4 separate regions of the Mus musculus genome follow, and all the other regions are linked to region 3. The links are chromatin contacts, called in public Hi-C, HiChIP or PLAC-seq and promoter capture Hi-C maps. All regions are on one chromosome and are shown on one strand. Each heading gives the region's core, a stretch centred on a gene start, on an enhancer-like site or on the middle of the called end of the contact. The rest is flanking DNA. Distances are from core to core; before and after follow the strand shown. Region 1 holds the start of Ddx3x (DEAD box helicase 3, X-linked). Region 2 has its middle 92 kb from the start of n-TPtgg3. Region 3 holds the start of Cask (calcium/calmodulin-dependent serine protein kinase (MAGUK family)). Region 4 has its middle 75 kb from the start of n-TPtgg3.

Region 1 (5,494 bases), core at 804-3,303, 570 kb before region 3:
ACATCTTGAACCACTAGCAGAAGGTGGGGACACACACACACACACACACAAAGAGGACTGGGATCCAGGAGTCTTTTGAGACTTCAAAACTCACTTCCAGTGACACACCTCCTTCAACAAGGCCATACGTCCTAATTCTCCCTAGACAGTTCTAGCAACTCAGGACCAAGTATTCAAACCTGAATGGGGGAGTGGGAGGGTGTGTGTCTGTGTGCGCGCGCTCGCGCGGGCGCACGCGCCTGCTTGTGCGCAAGCGCGCATGCATACGTGCGCTGGCTCATTCTTCAAACCACCACAGGACGATAGGAATCCTTGGGTCTAATGGTTTTCAAAGGGGCACTATGGAAATATGTGCATCTGAGGGTGCTAATACTGCTGAGGACTACTGGTATGTGGTCAACAGAGCCAGGCGTGCTAGATCAATTCCATATATGAGAGAATTGGTCCACTGGATACCCATGTAGACACAAAACCACATCATCATCTAGGTTGGCTTCAAATGTAGCTGCCATCATTAACTGAAAAGCAACATTCAATTGTTACACAAAATGAATAGTAAAAACAACAGGGGTTTGAAGTCTAGTGGTCTCTTTTATAGAGGAGGAAAATTGAGAACAAAAGCCGAAAAGCAACTTGCCTAGGGATTGTTTTATTGTTTCCGTATCTCTTTAAAAGTTCAGTTTCAATTTTACAAACTGGAAAAGTAGAAGAGTTTGTACAGTAAACTATGTGATGAGAAGTAATTGTTTGAATTCTGGCAGCAGAAGGCCCCTGGTGGGGGGGTTGGGTTTGGGGTTGAGGTGGGGGGGGTGCTGAGTCCTGTGTTTTATTTGTGAAACTGAGGGTCAGAAAGGAGTATCTTTTAGGTAACTTGTGTGCTGCCATTGCCTAAAAGCTGAGGGCTCAATATATTCTTTTGGTTTTGTTGTTTAAGGGTATGTGTTTTTGAAGCTGAGTCTTGGGGGGTGGTCCGCCTAGAAGCGGGGTCCACCAGAATCGGCCCGTTTGATGACAGACCCCTTTTTCCTCCATATTCTGTCTAGTGGAGAGAGAGGCCTGAGGCAAGTTATCTCGGTCAGGGAGACACAGGTTGTGTCCAGTCACACATTCTCGCCTCCCTGGGGTCCCTTACTGTGCCAACAGCCACAGGCTGGTGCCAGGAATGCCACGCGGAAGGACACAGGGGCCTACAATAAGTGACTCTTTCACAAACGAGAGAGGCTCCGGGTCCCGGGAGGGTCCTGGATTGCCGGCTCTAGATTCGCGTGAGATAGTTTTATTGTTCCTTCAGAGTGGGGCTGTGGGAGTGATGCTATCTATAGGCAACGGCGATCTGAAGCCTACAGCAACCCGCACATCCCCTACAGTCCCTGCTCAGATGGACTCGGGTCACCATGCAGCCTTCCACCTTTCTGCTTCTCATTTCTAGTTCCCTTCCCCCTTTCTCCTCCCCGCCCTCCCGCAGTTTTCCCGTCCCTCCCTCCCATTCCCAGCACTAGTCAAGCGAGTTTCCCTTCTTCACAAGATGGCCACCTTGCTGGACACCCACGGTCACGTGATCCCACTGCCCTCCACGCAGAGCCAGGGCTCATTAGTTAGGCCAGACAAAGCCCACTGCATCATCTCCACGCCCGGGGACGGAGAGGAAGGGACGAGTGCTAGAAAGAAGGACGAAAACTGGGTACACAGGGGAGGAGCAGCCAATCAACCTAGTTTAAAGCTTAGGGCCTTAAGGCTAGAGGACGGTCAGCAATCATTTCTCGCGAGATCTCGAGAAAACAGTAAGATTAGGGGACCGGTGGAGACCAGGGGATAGCAAACCCAGGAGAACCAGAACCACATATACCCAAGGCTTCTTTATGAGCCGACGAGGACGCGGGTAACTGGACTGATTAGGAAATCTCACGGGACTCAGCCGAGCAACGCACCGTAAGCAGGCAGAGCTCCTAACGGCAGTGGCCGGCCGCCCGGGAGAGGAGGGCACACGTCTTACGTGCTGACGTAGCAGTCCTCCGAGTCGGTATATAAGGTCGGTGGCCGCGCGGTGCGCTTCAAAGCCGCAGTTCTCCCGTGAGAGGGCCTTTGCGGTAGAGGCAGCCTTTGCTCAGCAGCGGAAGACTCCGATTTCTCGGTACTCTTCAGGGATGAGTCATGTGGCAGTGGAAAATGCGCTCGGGCTGGACCAGCAGGTGAGCCTGAGCCGCGGGGGTCGCTGCATCACTTTGCCCCCTGCCCTAGCCTGCCTTGTGGCGCAGCTCTTTAAGTTCTGCTTTTTGCCTTCCCGTCTCCCTGGACGGCTCGGGCCGGCGGGTGGCCAGTGGCTAGGGGCTCTGGAGGGACTGGATGCTTGCGGGGGGAGTGCTAGAGCCGGTGATTCCTCCGGCTCGGCTCGGTGCGCGGTATTGTCCCTGGCCCGAGCACAATGGCGGCTTTTGTGTCTGTGCGCAGGCGAGCGGAGGGGGAGGGGGCGCGCGCATTCGGGCGCACGCGCGTCCCCTGGTTGATTAGTGACCCGCAGGTGGGGATCGGGGCGGTCGGGGGGGGGAGATTGCCCCGCGTGGCGTGGCGGGGCCCGGGTGGATGGTTTTGGCCCCGGATTTCCGGGGCTTTGGGCTTCCATGGCCCCAGTGGCTGTGGTTTGGAAATTAGGGAGCTGGCGGCGGCGCGCGGGCTGGCCGAGTGGCCCCGCGGCGCTGGAATGTGGGAGGGGGCGCCGCGGGAGGGGGGCTGGCCTCTGCGCGGGCTAATGGCGGCGGCCTCCTTTGTGTGGCGCAGGCCGGCGGTGCTGCGCGGTCGCCCCCCCACCCCCATCCCCATCCCCCCGGGTCTGCCCGCCAGCGGGTTCGCCTGCAAGCCAGCTGGGTTGCTTCGGCCCCGCCGGCCCGGTGCGTCGCGGCAGGGGAGGCCGCGGTTCCCGAGTGGAAAGTTTTGTGACGCAGAAATTTCAGGGCGGATTGGGCGGGGGGAGGAGGGGGAGGGAGGCCAGGGCCGCTGCGTGCGCACTTGCGCCGGGCTTGGCGGTGACGCGAGCCACCCGGCGCGGCCCTTGCTCAGCCTTAGGCTCCAGGAAACGACCGCGCGGCCCGAGCCGGGCACGCCCGCCCTTTACCTGGGCGCAAGGGAGGACCACGCGCCTTGCGAGTGATGGCCCACTCTGGGATCCTCTAGAGGCAAAATGCCCAGAATATGGCAACAGATAACTTGTTGCTGCCATCGAAGTAAAATTGGGAGATTGGTCAGGCCTGGTTTCTGATTACTTAATCGAGACTCCATTTCTAGATTTAGAGGCCAAGGAGATGAGGGTCTGGTGCCTTCTGCCTGACCTATGACCTGCTACAGTAAATCTTCCATGTTGTGACACATTGTAACTTAAGGGACACTGGTAACATTTTCCATTCTAAATGATACTTATACTAAAATGATACTATTGTTGAACTATATTGGAAATTATATTTCCAAGAGCCTTTCATAAGTTGGTAGTGGATTTAACTTCGAAAGCTTAGGAATTCGGAGTGGTTCAAGTTTGTAATGAGTACCAACAGTGCATTTGGCAACTTTGTTGCTTCGATTAATGTCAAATGATTAAAAAAAAAAACCTACGTAGACTAGAGAGATGGCTCATCCGTTAAGAGGACTGGGTTCAATTCCCAGCACCCACGTGGCAGGTCATGCCTGTGTAACTCCAGTTCCAGGAGATCAGACACCCTCACACTGCAGGCAAACCAGAGCACATTTAAAAAACTCGTAAAAAAAAACCAAAACTCAGATTTTAATAAACGCGGCTTTAAACGGTAGTTACAGTATCAAGGCATGGCAACATTTTTTCTAATGACAAAGAGGTTACATCTGCTTTCTGTTTTCAGGGAGCTTAGCGATACTAGTAGTTTGCAAGTATCGGCACAGATTTATCGAGTAACATTTCCTTAAAACGTAACAGTTCCAACTTTCCTGTTTTTTTTTTTTTCTTCCTGTTTTTCAATTGTGGTTTATACTCCTAAATAGATAGTAGTTATATATCGACAATATGTCTCAGTGGGTAAAGGCATCTGCCACCAAGCGTGATGACCACAGCGACCTGAATTTAATCAGCCTGGTCTTTAGTGAGTTTGAGGCTAGCTAGCCAAGGCTACATAGTGAGGGACCCCCCCTCCCACAACACACACACACACCCTCGAGCAGTGTGTAGCATTTTTGTAAAATCTTGTTAACCAGTATAAGGAGATGGGCAGACTTTGGAGGCTAAAGCCAGTAAAATGCCCTTTAGTAAGAACATCAAAGGATATTCATGACTAGTTCTGTGAGTTTACAGTAAATGTGGGAGAACAGGAATTATTCCAGTTTTATTCTGTAGTGCTAAGTGGTGAGTGTATTGATAAAATTGTCTTAGGCAGTATTATCCCAATTTAATACATTTGTGCTGTATTTGAGAGTAAAGGAACTAAATAATACCAAGTATAAAGTTGGTGCTGTTTAGAAAATTTTTAAAAATGGTTAAAATGAATCCTACACTCATAACGTGTGGCTTTTATTTTCAGACAGGGTCTGATTTAGTGCAGGCTACCTATATTGCTGAGAATCTGATCCACCTGCCTCCATTTCTCCAATCCTGGGACTACAGCCATGAATCGTTACACTTTGTACTATACTGGGGATCAAAAATCAGGGCTTGATCCTTCACTATGGGCTAGCACTCTACTAACTGAACTAAGCCTGAGCACCTAGTTAGTGTTTTAAAACCATTTGTTTGGCTGCCCTGACTTCAAACCTCTTAGAAGTTTTTATTTAAAGTATGTGTCTGCCTGTCTGTACCATCTAATGCTTTGCCAGAAGAAAGCAGTGGATCTCTCTCACACACACACATACACACACACCATGCCTGGCTAAAATTCTAAGATTCATCAAAACAAAGTTTTAGTTTCTCAAATAAGGAGCTTTACTATGGAAAATGTTTACAGAACAAATATTGTGAAAGATGGAATTGAATTTGGATCCAGTTTCTGATTTTGTAACTTGCTTTCTGTGGTATTTATAGTGGCACTATTTTGTGTTAGACTCTATACTTTAGTGTGTTCTTGGTCACATTCTAAATTTTATTAATAACTGTGTGGGCTCCAAGAGGCAACTATTTGAACGTGGGGCCAGGAAACAGGAGTATTTTTCTTTGATTTCATTCAACGTTGAAACTAAAAACAGTTTGATTTCCTTATAGTTTGCTGGCCTAGACCTGAACTCTTCAGATAATCAGAGTGGAGGAAGTACAGCAAGCAGTAAGTAAAGCATTTTATGGATGTATCGACAATCAGAACTAGATAGCTTTTCCTTGAATGTTAAGAATTTTTTAACGAATACTGGTAGAATGCACTTTCACTGGCTAGAAGTTAGAAGTGCTGGGCATATATAGGTCCGTGATCATGTCCTTGAATGGCATATTCAAAGCCGTACCATCCCTATCACTGCTAAAAAAGAATAGTTGGTTCAGGATGTTGTATGCATC
Region 2 (5,215 bases), core at 634-3,133, 760 kb after region 3:
AGCTAGATCAAAGAAATGGGGTAAAGATTAAGGCAATAATTATAATTATAATTTATGATGGTTAATATAGATTTCCAATTCATATCAACATTAAGAAAGCTTACCTTTGGGTGTGTCTGTGAGGACAGTAGCAGAAATGATTAGATAGCAAGGGCTCAGGCTTTATGGGTGGATTTATCAGTTGATTAATTGGAACACACTATTGGTAAGTTGTGCAACTGTGGAAGTTGGAACCTAATTGGAGGAAGTAGGTGACTGGAGGCATCATTTTGAACAATGTGTCTTCCTGTTGCTCCTTTCTGCTTCCTTGTTGCCATGAGCTAAACAGCTCTGCTCAACCATTTTCTTCGGCTGTGGGGAGCCGCCCTCACATTCGCCGTTACAAGATGGTGCTGACAGCTGTGTTCTAAGTAGTAAATAATCTGCACATGTGCAGGGGCAGTTTTCCCGCCATGTGCTCTGCCTTTCTCGTGATGACAACTGGGCCGATGGGCTGCAGCCAATCAGGGAGTGACACGTCCTAGGCGGAGGATAATTCTCCTTAAAAGGGACGGGGTTCTGGCACTCCCCCTTCTTCCTCTCTTCGCCTCTTCGTCTTTTCCTCTGCTCTCTTCCTCTGCTCTCTGCTTCTCTCCCTCTCTGCCCCTCTCTCTGCCTCTCTCTCTGCGTCTCTCTGCGTCTCTCTCTCTCTTTCTCTCTGCCTCTCTCTGCCTTCCTCTCTTGCTCCTGAGTAAGCAATAAAGCTTTGCCGCAGAAGATTCTGGTTTGTTGCGTCTTTCCTGGCCGGTCGCGAACGCGCTTAAGATTCGGCTGTAATGTTTTGCATTACCACAGGCCCAGAAACAATACAGCCAGTCAGCCAATATGGAGTTTAACCATCGAAACTGTGATAACAAATAAATCTGTCTTTCTTTTCATTGTTTCTTTCATGTTTTTGTCATAGCATCAAAAGTCTGACAAACACAGTGACAAAGGATTTGGATTTTATTCAAACTGAGACAGTAAGCCAATATTATCTTAATAATAGCATGTACTCTTTCAATTTCTTTGTGTATCCTCTGTTGCCTAAGCATGTAGCAAATGATCTTATTGGTTAGCTGGTGGGCTCTTGTGATTTGGTTTCCTTGAAAACACACAAGATCCATCAGCAGGCTTGAATCATTGAAGAGCCTTGGGAAGAGGTATTTTAATAGATTTTCTTTCATTTATTGGTTTCTGACAAAGATTATATCTAACGTGTTTGCCCATGGACAACATGGAAGCCTTTGTTCTCTCCTAGGGTGATTCTGGGCATTATCCAGACCATCTGCCTTGGCCCAGGCTCCCTGCACATAGTCTCTGCCACTATTTGTCAAAATGCTCTGAAAACCAGGAAGGATAAGTCTTTGATAACACAGTCACTTTGTCAGAAAGAAACATCATAGTGAGGTAACAGTTTCATGGTGAAACAGTCCTCTATATAGTCTATTTATCAACTTGTGTAATTTGTGTGTCTTTGTGTCTGCTTGCCTGTAAACACAAAGAGTGTTAGGATGGTGAAATAAAATTACATAAACTAAAGATGTGAAAAGCCTTGCAGGCTGCTGGCTGCACAATAGCCAGTGAGAGTCAATTTTCTTTCCTTCCCAAATGCTCCTCTATTTGGTAATTAGTAGCCAAGTCCCTTAGCAAGCAGGGATTCCCTTCACATTTTCATTTTATTAGAACTTTAAAAGTACTGAAAATTTACAGCAAGACTTAAAGTAATTGGAAATACAAGGAGGTAGTTTGGCCACCTCAGACATAATTGATTTTTCACAGCAAATTGCCATCAAGGATACTGAGAGACTCATCTACCCAGATCCTTCTTAAATGAAAATTGCTTGCTACAGTCACCAACAGTGCTATTAGACTTTAGCCCTTAGTGTCAACCACTTCAGAGATTGCCTCAGGCTGTAGAGTGTCCTTAGCAAGGTACCTCCCTTCTCAGCGGGCCCACTTGTAATTAGTGATTGATGAAGAGCTGTAAATATTCCACTCTTCTGGATCAGCTTGAGATGACTTCAAAGGCTCTAGAGCCTCTCAGAGATCTTGGTCATATAAAGCTGTGACTTTGCCTATGCATAGCATCTCCCTCACTGCTAATTCTTTAGATGGTAGCAAGTATTGCTCCAAATGCCATTCTCTGAAAAAACATTCCACATGCCATCCCAGAGTCTGCTTTCCAGACAATGCAACAGATAACAATTGTGTTCAGATACATTGCTTTCTTTAAACCTCTATTAATGAATTTAATGCTTACGTAAAATACTCCTCTACAATTGTGAGCATTTATGTCGGTGTCTGTCTGAAAGGATATATGATCCCATTTTTTTTAAATAAAAGGCCTTTCTTCTATATAGTTAAAAAATGACAGAAAGAAATAAAATATCCACTCAAGTACCTAGAGCATACAACCTCTACAAGTAAAGACCCCTAAGGGATCTCTGATTGCTGAATGCTTATAAATTGAATGAGACTGGCATGAAATGTTCTTCAAATGAAAGATTGCTTTCAGAGTTAACGTTGAGACTATATATCATTTCAGCATGATAGTAAAGTAAAATACTAGCATTTAAAAAGTTAATTGCAGATTAGGAAGATCAATAAATTTAGGAATGTATTATAAGAGGAAATGCTCTATTTGTTTGAATTACACATAGCTTAGAACTTTACAAATGCTTTTAAATTTTGTATATGAGACTATGTGTCCTTAGCAAAGAGTGTGTTCTGGCAAATTTGTCTTAGGTTAAATGGAGGTTGTTTTAGTGATTAAATTTTTAAAAAAATGGCTAGATGGAGCAAAAGTGCTCAATAAATGTTAGCGACTGCTGTTGTTATTCAAAGTGCTGCCTGGTTAGTATTCCCCAGAGAAACTTTGCTCAACATCCACCACAAACAATTCTAATGAAGATCTGGGTGAAGAAAAATAAAGCTCCCACAAAACAAAGTAAGACTGGTGGAACATACACTATCAGAGTCTTAAAGAAAATAGAATTAGTTCCACAATTAGATCTGGGTTCAGACACACAAAGAAAAACTCCATAAATGGTTGAAAAATATTTAACAGTTCAGTCATTAAGAGTTCAGGATTTGAGGCATCTCCTTTTTTTCTTGAATCTGAAGAAGAGAAAGCACATCGTCCGACTACACAGTGATAGCATATTGTTTAAACAGGACCATTGTAGGAAGAGTTATGGTAGCAATGCCTACTATGATTGTACATTTCTATGACCCTGTAGGCCAGGTAGGAAGTGTCAGGTCCCAAAGAAACTCGGGGCAGATGGCTAACTGTTGTGCCTTAGCAACCAAAGCATGAGCTGGTCTCTAGGCTCACTCAGTACCTCCCAGGACTTCTCACCCCTCTACTCAAAACTTCTCCAGCTCAGGGGCTTTTCTTTCCCGTAGAAACCTATCATTTCGGCCATTTGCTTTCATGGTTGTCTTTGTCCCTGGCTTTTCTCTTGGTCCATTTGCCCCTTCTCCTCTCTTGCCTCTAGCACTCTCTGTCCCCCCTCCTCCCACACCTCTCATGGCCTGCTTCCGTCTGGACTCTTGTAGATGCCTCTGACTGTACTCTCCCTTACATTTACAAGAAAATTCGCCTTTCATTTGGGAAGAAGACATATGTATAAGGGACACAGGGACACAATTGTAAATTTTACTTAAACATGTAAAGGGTTACTACTAGCAAGGGACAGTCTTTAGGACAAAGAAGTAACTAAGATTAATAGAGGAGAATGGCAATGGAGCCTATAAAATATTCTTTTGTTTTGTTTTGTTTTGCTTTGCTTTGCTTTGCTTTGCTTTGCTTTGCTTTGCTTTGCTTTGCTTTGCTTTGCTTTGCTTTGCTTTGCTTTGTTTTTCGAGACAGGGTTTCTCTGTGTAGCCCTGGCTGTCCTGGAACTCATTCTGTAGATCAGGCTTGCTTCAAGCTCAGAAATCCGCCTGCCTCTGCCTCCCAAGTGCTGGGATTAAAGGCGTGAGCCACCACTGCCCGGCTAGATATTCTAAATTAGAGAAAATAAACAATACAAAGAAGACATAGAAGAATAAGCAGCTTTGACAACTAAATAAATTAACAAGAAAGTTTCAGGACATGATCTGACTTTTGCAACAGAGCACAACTAGATACAATCTTCATGAAATAGCTGTAGACTTTTAGAAGGGCAATATATCACTTAAAAATTGATTATAAAATCAAATAACAATGTCATTTTTTCCGATTAAATTCTATGATTTTAAAAGATGATGATGGATTTAAATGTTTTATTATATTCTTAATATAAAAGGAAGAATGATAAGACTTGTTAGTGAGGATCAAGTGTAACAAAACTGTACTATATTACTTCTGTCACACAGGGGAGACGCAGATGATTTCTTCATTCATACAAACTAGATAAAGTGAACTTAAATTGCTTACAAAAATAGCTTACACATGCTACTACTAAATTAAGATCAGTAGCTATCAAAGAAGAGAAAATATGGTAAAAATCACAAACACTAAAAATAATAAGTATATGTAAATGTAATACTTCATAAAAAATAAACCCCTGAATCTTACTATCCAGTGCTATAATGTTCTTAATTTTGAATTCCAAAACTACATTTTTCAGTTGTATTTCCTCATTATAAAGTCAATGGATGAGACAAAAACTAATGAAAAGGGACCTTAATTATGTGTATAGAATTGACTTGTCAATTTTCCTGTGAATGTGGTTAATGTAATTTCAATGAAAATATAATAAAACTTATTTCACAAAATGTATGTGTATATTTTGTGAAAGCTGTTTGGAAAAAAAAGAGAAAATCAACAACAAAGACATTAAAAAACAGTATGAGCTTTTGGAATTACAATGCTAGATATGAAAGTGTTCTGAAAATCTTTGATAATTAAAAGCAGATTAATAACCAAAGAACATAAACAGAGTTTTTAAAATCCAAGTAAGTGTGTTCCTATTTATTTATTTATTTATTTATTTAAATTTAAGCGTGATTGCAGTCCAACTCAGTCAGGAAAGAATGTATTTTTAAATAAATGATGTTAAATCAGATGATTAAACACTGAAGGAAAAATGAACACAACTAATTATAAATTAATCAAAACAGAATGTTTAAAGTAAAGTCATAGAGGTAAGAAGATAAAAAAGAATAGAAAAATAGAATATAGAAAACAATTTATGCTTGTATTGAAAGA
Region 3 (4,984 bases), core at 461-2,960:
AGTATAGTGCAGACAACTTAAAAGAGCTAGAGCCAAATGCTGTCTTGGTTTCATTTCCCAACTGCGGACCTTAAAATAGACAATAAAGCACCGCTTCCAAAACGAAGTAAAATATTCTAATACTAGCCATCTAACGAGCCCTATTAAATAAGCAAAAATCGCTCTTAAATCTGATCTCAACTTCCAAAGCCAGAGAATACACGCTGAACTAGGAAATCAACTTCAGATTGCCAGCATTTCCCTCACAAGCAAATTAGCAGGATTGTGCACTTGGAATACTGTTTGACAAGAATGAAAAGGAAACAATTCAAAACAGATTTCAGGACTGGACAATTAGATGAGGAACTGCAGATTTAATTCTCAATCAGGACTGTGATTAATCTGATTCCCTGCTTTTCCCTAGTGTAATTATACAACACAGATGAAAGGATGAGCATTTGGACTGTCAGTTCTATATTCTAGACCAGCCCGGTGACTCAAAGCAGACGGCTCTACCACGCTAACCACCATCCCAACAACAGTGGAAGGGAGCCTCGAGCACTGATTGTACAGTCATTGCATAACGAGGCATTAAAAATTTGGGTGCCCCCAACTCTTTCTATGTTTGTCTATGGCAGGTGAAGAATTTGCTGAAACTGGACGCATCCGTCTTCAATGACCCTCTTAAATCCGGGCATGGGGTGAACACAAAGGCATCTGTCTAATATCCTGGCACAATAGACACACACCCCACAATTAAAAACCCCGGACGCGCTCTCTCGCTCTCTCCACACAAGCTCATGAAATGCAGGCTGCTCTTTTCGTGAAAGGTCTATGGTACAGGAAAGGTAACAAAAACCCCAACTGTTCCCAGGAAGCAACTACAAAATCGGTCCTGCCACGTCCCTGTGTAACCGTCAGATAAAATGCAGGGAGCCCGCCCCACGCCTTATGGGGTGGCCGACCGGGGCTCGGTGGCCTCCACGCATTACTAAGAAGCCCCCAGACCCATTCCTGGCAGGAAACCCAGGTACACGTCTAAAAATTCTCCAGGGTGAAGAGAACGAGGGAGGCAGAGGGGAGGGAGAGAGGGCAGGGGGCAGGCCCGGAACGGGTGCGGGAGGCCCCGGGCATCGCTGAAAAGCATTTTTCCACACTCCCGCTCCCTCGCGTGGAGACTCACTTGCCGATCACCTCGCATAGCTCGTACACATCCTCGAACAGCACGTCGTCGTCGGCCATGGTCCGAAGGGGACAGCGGCCGCAGCGTGGAGGGTTCTGAAAACTGGGTTGGGGGCGCCCAAGAGCTCAGTGCCCGGCTCCGGGCTCGTGTCCTCCACTCAGGACCCGCAAGCCCTCGGTGCTGAGGAAGCTCGACTGGGGCCGTGAGGCCCGGAGACTGCAGCGCCTTTCCTCTGCCGGCTGCCGCCCCGGCGCGGGCGGCGGGGCCGGGGCGTGGGAGCGAGGGCGGCCCGGGCCCGGCGCCGCCCGCCCGCCCGCTGCTCCTCGCGCGGTGGCTGGCGACCGCGCTGCCGGGGCGTGCGGACCCTCGGGGACCGCGAAGCGCCGCACTCTCCGCTCGTCAGCCCGCGCGGGCCGCGAGGCCGCGACCGCTCCCTCTGCCCGAGACCGGCTCCGGCGCGGCGCGGGGCAGCTCGGGCTACAGGGGGGGCCGCGGCAGCACCATGGAGGGAGGATCGTCGCGAAGGGAGGTGGTGGCGGCTGATCCGCGCTGGGGACCAGGAGGCGGCGGCAGAGACGCTCCCTCCTCCTTCTCCTCCTCCTCCCGCCGCCGCCGCCCTCCCGAGTGTGGGAGGGGGCTTCGCGGGATGAGCGTTCAGTGCGGGCGGGAGCCGCGACCGCTGCCTTCAGCTCCTCCCCTCAGCCTCAGCAGCCGCCAGGCTCCCGAGCCCGAGCACCCGCCTGGCGCGGACTAACCCTCCTCCCTTTCGGCCCGCACGGCAGCGAGACCCGCAGGCCCCGCCCCTCCAGCCCGTTGGGAGGCGTGGACCGCGGAAGGAGGCGGAGGAAGGGAGGGGGAAAAAAAAAAAGCGCTCCCAGTGGCGCCTGCGCGCAGCGCCCGCAACGTCACGAAGAACCGGCGGGCGCGGGGAATCTAGAGGGCGCTGGGGGTCGGCTAGCGGAGCTGCCCGGGTTGCGGGTTGCAGCTGCTGAGGTGGGGCTGGTGGAGGTCGTCGCCTCTACTCCCAAGCTGCGACCAAGTGGAGAAGAGGGGCGAGGGACAAAAGGTCCATAGCAGTCTGCACGTTCTTAGACGGCGTGCTCAGCACTCTGGCAGCTTTCCCTCTTCTTTCGTAATCTCAGAAAGCCGTTCCCCAGGTTTTTGCTGGGGGAGGGGGGAAACGCAGAGAAAAGGTTCTAATGAATGAAAAAGCCTGAAAGGAGGTGGAGAAAGATTGTCACTCAAGACCGTGTTTGGCGGCGGTGGATGCTTTTAGTGCCACCTTGCCATTCCTTAATGAAGATGAGGGCTGGGGGAGGGGGAGAATTGTCCAAGGAAAGGACGGAACAAAAACTGCAGAGGAAGGTGTACAACAAGAACAGTGAACTAGCGAAACAGCTTCGCCTGCCACCCGCTCCAAACTAACCAATATCTATGCAGTTTCTATTGCTGCTAGACAAAACCTAGAGACGGACCAGGAAAAGAGTGTCGTAAAGAGACTTTAAATCCATTGAATATTGTTCCTCAGCACCAGCATCTGCTTTGTTCACTCCCTATAAGTGTTGGAGTTCTTAGCATAAAAAAATGTCACTAGAAGGAATGGACGCACAGGGTCAGCCGCGGAGTAAGGCTGTGGGTGTTGCCGCTGTGCTAGGTTGTATGCAATATGAAGATTTCTGTTCAACTGAGCATGTGCAGAATGAGCCAACGCCACCAGACAGGTATATGCCTTAGTTGAAGACCAATAAAAAAAGAAGTCTTTGTTCCTCCTCATAGCAGAAGTGTCCAATTAGTTCATAAGTCAGCTCTCCAGAAATCATCTGTTAAAATTCTCAGCGCGGTATTTTTTAAACTAGTATTTACCAAAGTGCAGGGGGCAGGGTGAAGATAAAGCCCATTTCCTTTAAACAAAACAAAACAAAACAAAAAACAAAACGATCTGTACAAACCCTTAATCACTCCCTCGAGAGCCTGGCTGATTTGCTTGCTAAATATTTGGGAGCTAAACCTTCTTTCCTTTTCATTTCTTTCTTGCAAATCAGGGGAAATATAATTGCACAAATAGGTTTTCCTCCTTTCCCAAAGATTTTGTGTTTTCTCTAAAGAATGGGCTTCAGAGCCCAAAACACTTTGTCTTCTTTGGGGGCCCAACAGTTCCAAGTCGCTTACCCCAACCTATCATGTCTACCTGTCACCCAATGAATTCGGAATCATCCACTCTCCTCTGAACCCCACGTCACCTTGCCAGCCTAACTTTCTTTCTCCTGCCAAAACATGAGCTATGCTAAGGTTTGTCTACTTCATTTTGGAGTTTATCTTTCGTGGAGAATTTCTCTCAAAAGTACAAACGGATGATTATTAAGCAGAAAAGGAAACGCAGGTGGAAAAAAAAATAAGGGCAAGGCTAAGCATGGTCTCTGTACATGGAGCGCTGGTTTCGAGCTGAAGAGTCTTAGTGGCTAAGTGGTCCAATTTCCTTATCTCCAGCAGTGGGGGGTTTATAGGTGGATTGCCATACCAAGAGCTACGCCACACCTCCACTATCTGATAGCAGTTGTTCTAGGTTTGCTGTGGGATTATGCTTAATCTTTGTTGGAGAGGTGGATTCATTAAACTAACCAATACACAACCCCCCCCCCACACACACACAGAGGTTGGCCTAATCTTATCAGCTCTTGACACTTCCTAGTCAGTCCTTGCTTAAATGATTCAAGATCTTCTAATCACCACCAAGTTTTTAAAAAGTTCCCTCCAGCTAGGACTTATATCTCCTAGCTCCTAGGGTGATCTATCAGTTACACAAAGGCTCTCAGCAACCCACAGCTCCTAGAGTTTGTATCATGGACTAATGGCAAGTGGAAATTACTCTCTGCTTCCAGGATGAAAATAACCAAACCTTTTCGATGAAGTTATTTATTTCCTAATTTTCTTCCAAAAAGCCAATATTTTATTCTAAATACAAATGGTTAGCTATCAATAATTTAATTCTGTTTTAGTTAAAGGAAATGGTAAAGTAACTAGTTGCATGAGTTAAAACTACATTTGGTTTTGTTAACCAAGTCCTAACTGTCATTTAAACAAATGGGGGTAGTGACTTTCTCATTTAACAAGGAGTCTGGAGATGTGTGGTTACTGACATTGGATCCACTAACTCCACAGTTTCATCAGTGACCTAGTTTGTTCTTTCCACTCTACCGTCCTTGATAGTCTGTCTCTTTCCCTGATCTTGTTCTTCATCATCACAAGATGGGTGCCACTTTTTCAAACATCAACTGTTCAACAGGAAGGTGGTGGGGACAGGTGAGGTCTTTTTACTCCTGTCTTACCTCTCTATTGAGTAAATAAAATGTATTTTTCCCTTCTTACTTGTCTAGACCAAAGTCACCTAGCAGGCCGCCTCACTTGCAAGAGAGGCTAAGGACATGGGTGTTTTTGCTTTCTCTTTGGAGGTGGATGGGAAAGAAGCCGTGTGGGAACAGACATAAGTAATCAATCAGCAATCTGTAGAGTATAGGGAAATTACCAATTATTATTATTATCATAATGTAGTAATGCCACTAGTATATAACTGATAATCCAGAAAATTTTTGGAACTCTCTAAGAGCCCCAAGGATGTAGTTGGTACTACACAAATTTGACTCTTAAACTTCATTACAAATCTTCAGATTTTGAATGTTTGTTTGAATTTCTCTAATTTGAGATAGACATTTGCAGGTTTCCTAGTTCCCGTGTAATTTCAGTATTACCCAGATATATCAGGGAAAATAGACTCCAGGGAAATATTAGGATATGGGCCACGCGGAGGTCAATGTGGCATAAGGC
Region 4 (4,786 bases), core at 1,804-4,303, 780 kb after region 3:
AGGAAAGAGGTGGGCAGCTTGAGCTGCAAAGGGAACATGACGTATCACAATGTATGGATTAAGATTATACAGCATTCTTCTATAAAGGTGATAATATTTTAAGTAGCAAGTAAGGTAAGTTCATTTGGGTGAGGAAGCAGAGATGGAAAGAGAAGTTGAGTAAAACTTATGAGTGACAGGCATGCATAGGAATCTGGACTCATAGGCAAAAAAGAGACAAGTTGCTTGTAGTGCATTGCATTTTTTCAGCTAGAGATGGTACAGCAAGAGCTTGTTTGAGTTCTCCTGCCTCTGACTGGTCCTTTCACACTCCTCCCATCCCCCATCCTTCATTACCATAAGTTCAACAGAGAGAGCTAGAATTGGTTAATATACATTCCCAGCTATCTTAATGATAATGTGTCAGGAAATGCATATGGAGAGACCACTAGAGTGAGAATGAGAACCAGGAAGTAGTTAATATTCTCAGCTAAGACACAGAGAACAGTAGAGTCAAAGGAGAAAGATGCTGTGTGACATTTAAAAATAGACCTAACTTGACTAATTAGTCTTTTCTGCCCATGGTAAACTTATTCTATGTTATGGTAGTAATCGCTTCTGGAAAGCTGTGACATATTTTATGATTGAACTGTCAGGTTCATACTTAGTTATAATTCACTCACAGATAAGTGTGTCTTGTTAACCAAATTATGTTAACTCCCTGAGAAAGCTAGTATGAGGACTTTGCTGTTTCTTGTCTTTGTGTGCTTTTACAGACTCATGACAGACCATTAACATGATGAAAGATTGATTATTGTCTTGGGTACCAAACTGTAATTTAGCCCTATTTTCATTTTCCTTTCTCATCAACTACAGAATCATATGCATTTATCAAAATGGGTGTCATCTGTTTTGAAATTCATGAAGTGAGATTGCACACTTGTCAAACATTTTTTTTTCTGACATTGACAAAAACCATCAACATCAAGCTTTTCTTTAGTGCTTTGGAAATAGACGTGTCCAGGTGAAAGAACGGTGGAATCAAAATGAAAGACTACCAGGCTGGAATGGCTCATTCAGTCTATGAATGTTTGTTTCAATGCATTCAGGGCATGAAGTGAACTGCCAGACTCAGCTGAAGTCTGTGAGGAGGAGTTGAACGGAAAGTATGCTGATCCATTCATTCAAAAAATATTTAGTTCCCACTTTGCTTGACACTATCCTAGATACTAAGGAAACTAATAACAAAGCACAAAGCAAAGTTCCTTCCGTCATAGAGCATGCCTTCTAGATAGTTCACATGATATTATGTATATATGATAACATAAGGAAAAGGCACTAAACTAAAATTATTAAGCAAAGGAAAGCTGAACAAATGAATAAATAATGTATTGCACAGGTAGGTGATCCAGGCAAATACTTGCCCAGAAATGGCTATGCCAAATACTTGATAAGACGTGGAACAGTGGTTCTCAACCTTAATGCTGTGATCCTTTAATAAAGTTCCTTATGCTGTGATGTTCCTCAACCATAACATTATTTTCATTGCTACTTCATAACTGTAAATTTGCTACCATTATGAATCATTATGTAACTATTCATGTTCTCCTATAGTCTTAAGGGGATTGCAACCCACATGTTGAGAACTGTTGACCTAGAGGGAGCCATTTGCCTGCCTTTACCTGTTTGTAGAGCTGTGATTCAGCTGAAGTTTCACTATTGATTAGAACCTCTGAACATTGAATACTACCCCCAGCGAAGGATACTGAAGAAAAATACTGACTGTAGCCTTAGAAACCTAAAGTCTCATACCAAAGGTGTGAATGTTTCTTTGAGGTTTAGTAATTAAATAATGCTTCTTATTTTTACTCTTTGCTTTTAAGATGGCATTAAAGAAGGTTCTAATGAGTACAAGACAAGGAAGCAGAGTCCAATTTTAAGAATTGAATGAACAAAGTGAAATAATCATTTGCAGAAATCTAAGTGTTGACATAAAAAAATTTTAAGAGGCTCAACAGGTAATTAGAAGTAATATGAAATATCAACATTAGTGGCTGAAAATAAAATCTGAAATTCAGCAGCAACTAATTTTAAAAGAGTAATTTAAAGACTTTTACATATGAAAATATTTAATAAAGAATATAAATGTAACCTAATATAGAGAAGCAAAGAGAAGTTGCTACCTGATTATAGAGGTTGTTTTCATAAGATGTCCTACAGTTTCTTTGTATGTGAGAGTAGTTTGATAAGATGGGATTAAAATTTAAATAAAGTGATTAAAATCCTGGAAACTAAAAGACAATTTTGAAAAAAAATAATAAATATAAGCCAGGTGGTAGAATGTGCCTTCACAGACACATACACACACACACACACACACACATATTGCATTATTTTATATATGTATTACTTGAAATGAAAAACTACTTCTGCAAGATTAAAAAAAATGACTGCCTATCATAGGAGGAAACAAACATTTTTGATGTGTGTATGTGTGTGTGTATGTGTGTGTGACCTGTTTGAAAATAGGACTCTTCTAAGGCCAGATCTCATTGAAGCATGAAAACAATAAATCCTTTCCTGCAAAGACACAACCATGTGAGCATTTCAGAGTGAAACTATGCGAATTGTTTATTCAGCTTTTAAGCTCTTCCCTTTCACAGCGGATGTAGACAGCAATGGGGACTTGCAGGGGGATTTGTGAAGAAATGTCTTTGACAGCTGTTGGCTGTCTTCCCCACAAATGCCTTCTGTGGTAGGAGGACTAGGGTTGTTCTCTCTTTAACTTCAGTCTGAGGAGAACAAACGATTCTGAGACGCGGGGAAGTAGGTCCTCAATTAGGGGGAGCAGGGAGGACCTGGATTGGGTTTGCTCAGAAGTCGAGAGGCTCTGTGAGGAACAGGAAATTGCTTTGATGATAAAGTAAAATATACCCGCACTGCGGTGGCCATCCATCCCTGGAGTTGGCTGGTGCCCAGAGGTCAGAGTGCTTCCCAGGGATTAGACAAGACTGCATACAGAAGAGAAAGCCAGCCTGGAGCTATGCACATCTTTATCCTAGAGAAACACTACTAAACAGCAAAAGAATGTGACTCATCAGGGACCTAGAAGGAGCGTCCTGGACTCAGGAAGTACACAAATACTGAAAGGGAAGCAGCCAGGGGAGGAGCTACTTTGGTCCGGTTCACAGAAAGTTCAGATTAATGCCTCAGGGGAAATCTCTGTAAATGCTCTGAGAATAAAAGCTAACTTCAAGTGTCTAGAGGCTTAGTGAACATGAAATCCTCTTTGGCATGCTCCTTTCTCTTTAGGTCTTTTGGAATCAGAAAGCTAGCAAGGAAGGCAGCAGCAGCAGCAGTTGGAAGGCTTTATGTAAAGACAACAAATAGAAGGATTGTAAAAAAAAAAAAAAAAAAAAAAAAAAAAAAACAAATAGAAGGATTGTGGACTGTTCCCACAGCACAGCCATCTCATCTACAGGGGGCTCAAGGAGGTAGAAACAATGTAACTACAGCAGACCCAAGTTACAGTTCATATACAGCTCTATATACAAACTCCTGCTAAAGTATCAAAAGTGTATTGCTGAAAATCCTTTCATGCCCCTCCCCAAATTACGCACTATGGAGAACTGGATCCTGAACAATATATAATTAAGTGAAACCACTCAAAACCCGTGGAAATTTCTAACCAGATTATTAACAAAACTGATAGAAATCCTAAATAAAATGTCCATGTAGTTCAATCTTCATTGAAATTTACACAAAACCATGTAACAGAATGATCTCTGAGCACTCTTCCACATTGTACCTTTACTATTTAAGATACTAAGGGCATTCTGTTCTGAGAAGAAATTTTTATCCACACTGTAAATCAGGTCCAGAGCACAAGCATTTTTAAGGCTGCATTCATCTTCTTCCCTCCATCTCTCCCTCCTTCTTTCTTTCCTTATAATGAATATGATTTATATAATATCGTATCTTAAGTTAACACACACACACACACACACACACCTCAGTATTGAATTTTAGAAAGTCCCAAGAAGCCATCCAATTGAAATTATTGAAGAGAAACGTTCCATACCATCATAAAAGTTGCTCACCAAGATACTGGTTCACTTAGGCTCGTATGCCAATCTCATCACTTGATCAGATTTTCAAGTGTCTAATACAGTTTGGTGTTAAATTCAATTTTTCTTTTAAATTTTACATGGTGCCATTACCTAGACACAGTTATTGCAATCACAACATAGAAACAAAGAAGAAATAAAAAGAGACATAATAGAAATGGAACACAAGTCAGGCACTATCATGAAGATCTCTATTTGGCCACTGAGTACTAACTAGATGCAAGTCCACCTGAGGATAAGAGATGACTGGTAAACTAACCAGTTATGCCAGGAAAAAGAAAGCAATTTAATTCAAGACCAAACTCTACTAGACATTTGAAAAAAGACAAATAGAGATTTCTCTACCAATGATCACCAATTATGTCTAGTCATATCAGAGTTTGAATCTCCAACATTCTTCAAAGGCTTATGTAGTAAAAGCTTGTTCTCTAGCTGGTGGCACTATTGTGAAGTTCTGGAAATATTAGGAGATGGGATAAGTAAGAAGTAAATCATTAGAGTTGGTCTAAAGGTGACATTAGGACTCTAGCAGTCATGCATATTCTCCCTCCCTGCTTTACACTCCCCCATTGCCATTATGTGAATAGCTTTGCAAAACAATTCACTTTCTCCATAGTTTTCAGTCTTTCTTCATGGGCAAAGGGATCAATGGACTGAAACCTCTAAAACCATGAAACAAC

Evidence for each region. Promoter capture Hi-C pulls out the DNA fragments that hold promoters and counts their contacts. A called contact is a pair of places that touch in the nucleus more often than the background predicts. HiChIP or PLAC-seq counts read pairs in DNA pulled down with a chosen protein or histone mark.
Region 1: a contact with region 3 is called in a promoter capture Hi-C map of erythroid cells, with 32 times the contacts expected there. The contact joins the promoter of Ddx3x here to the promoter of Cask in region 3. A contact is called at or near these places in 1 of 39 promoter capture datasets (erythroid cells) and 1 of 115 datasets of contacts at active chromatin or transcription factors (memory CD8 T cells).
Region 2: a contact with region 3 is called in a Hi-C map of cerebellum, with 2.0 times the contacts expected there. The contact joins the enhancer-like site here to the promoter of Cask in region 3. A contact is called at or near these places in 1 of 39 promoter capture datasets (hippocampal neurons), 1 of 484 Hi-C or Micro-C datasets (cerebellum) and 4 of 115 datasets of contacts at active chromatin or transcription factors (astrocytes, embryonic forebrain, forebrain and 1 more).
Region 4: a contact with region 3 is called in an H3K27ac HiChIP or PLAC-seq map of stem cell-derived neural progenitor cells, with 10 times the contacts expected there. The contact joins the enhancer-like site here to the promoter of Cask in region 3. A contact is called at or near these places in 2 of 39 promoter capture datasets (the 3T3-L1 cell line and hippocampal neurons), 1 of 15 datasets of contacts at CTCF or cohesin (pro-B cells) and 6 of 115 datasets of contacts at active chromatin or transcription factors (embryonic forebrain, embryonic stem cells, microglia and 2 more).

What each region holds. Positions count from the first base shown.
Region 1 is chrX:13,278,969-13,284,462 of GRCm38.p6, forward strand. Ddx3x (DEAD box helicase 3, X-linked) reads left to right here and starts at 2,054. Exons shown (of 17, transcript NM_010028.3): 1 at 2,054-2,189; 2 at 5,210-5,267. The coding sequence starts at 2,145.
Region 2 is chrX:14,608,093-14,613,307 of GRCm38.p6, forward strand. No RefSeq gene overlaps it. Among named protein-coding and RNA genes, the nearest start is that of n-TPtgg3, 92 kb to the right of the region's middle. Within about 2 kb of position 1,884, at least 2 of the 459 cell types and tissues checked have an H3K27ac peak or open chromatin away from gene starts, as enhancers often do. A contact at or near this core is called in cerebellum, where this site is marked.
Region 3 is chrX:13,844,846-13,849,829 of GRCm38.p6, forward strand. It overlaps Cask (calcium/calmodulin-dependent serine protein kinase (MAGUK family)), which reads right to left and starts at 1,711. Exons shown (of 27, transcript NM_001284503.1): 1 at 1,163-1,711. The coding sequence starts at 1,221.
Region 4 is chrX:14,625,673-14,630,458 of GRCm38.p6, forward strand. No RefSeq gene overlaps it. Among named protein-coding and RNA genes, the nearest start is that of n-TPtgg3, 75 kb to the right of the region's middle. Within about 2 kb of position 3,054, at least 47 of the 459 cell types and tissues checked have an H3K27ac peak or open chromatin away from gene starts, as enhancers often do. A contact at or near this core is called in microglia, neural progenitor cells, pro-B cells and 1 more, where this site is marked.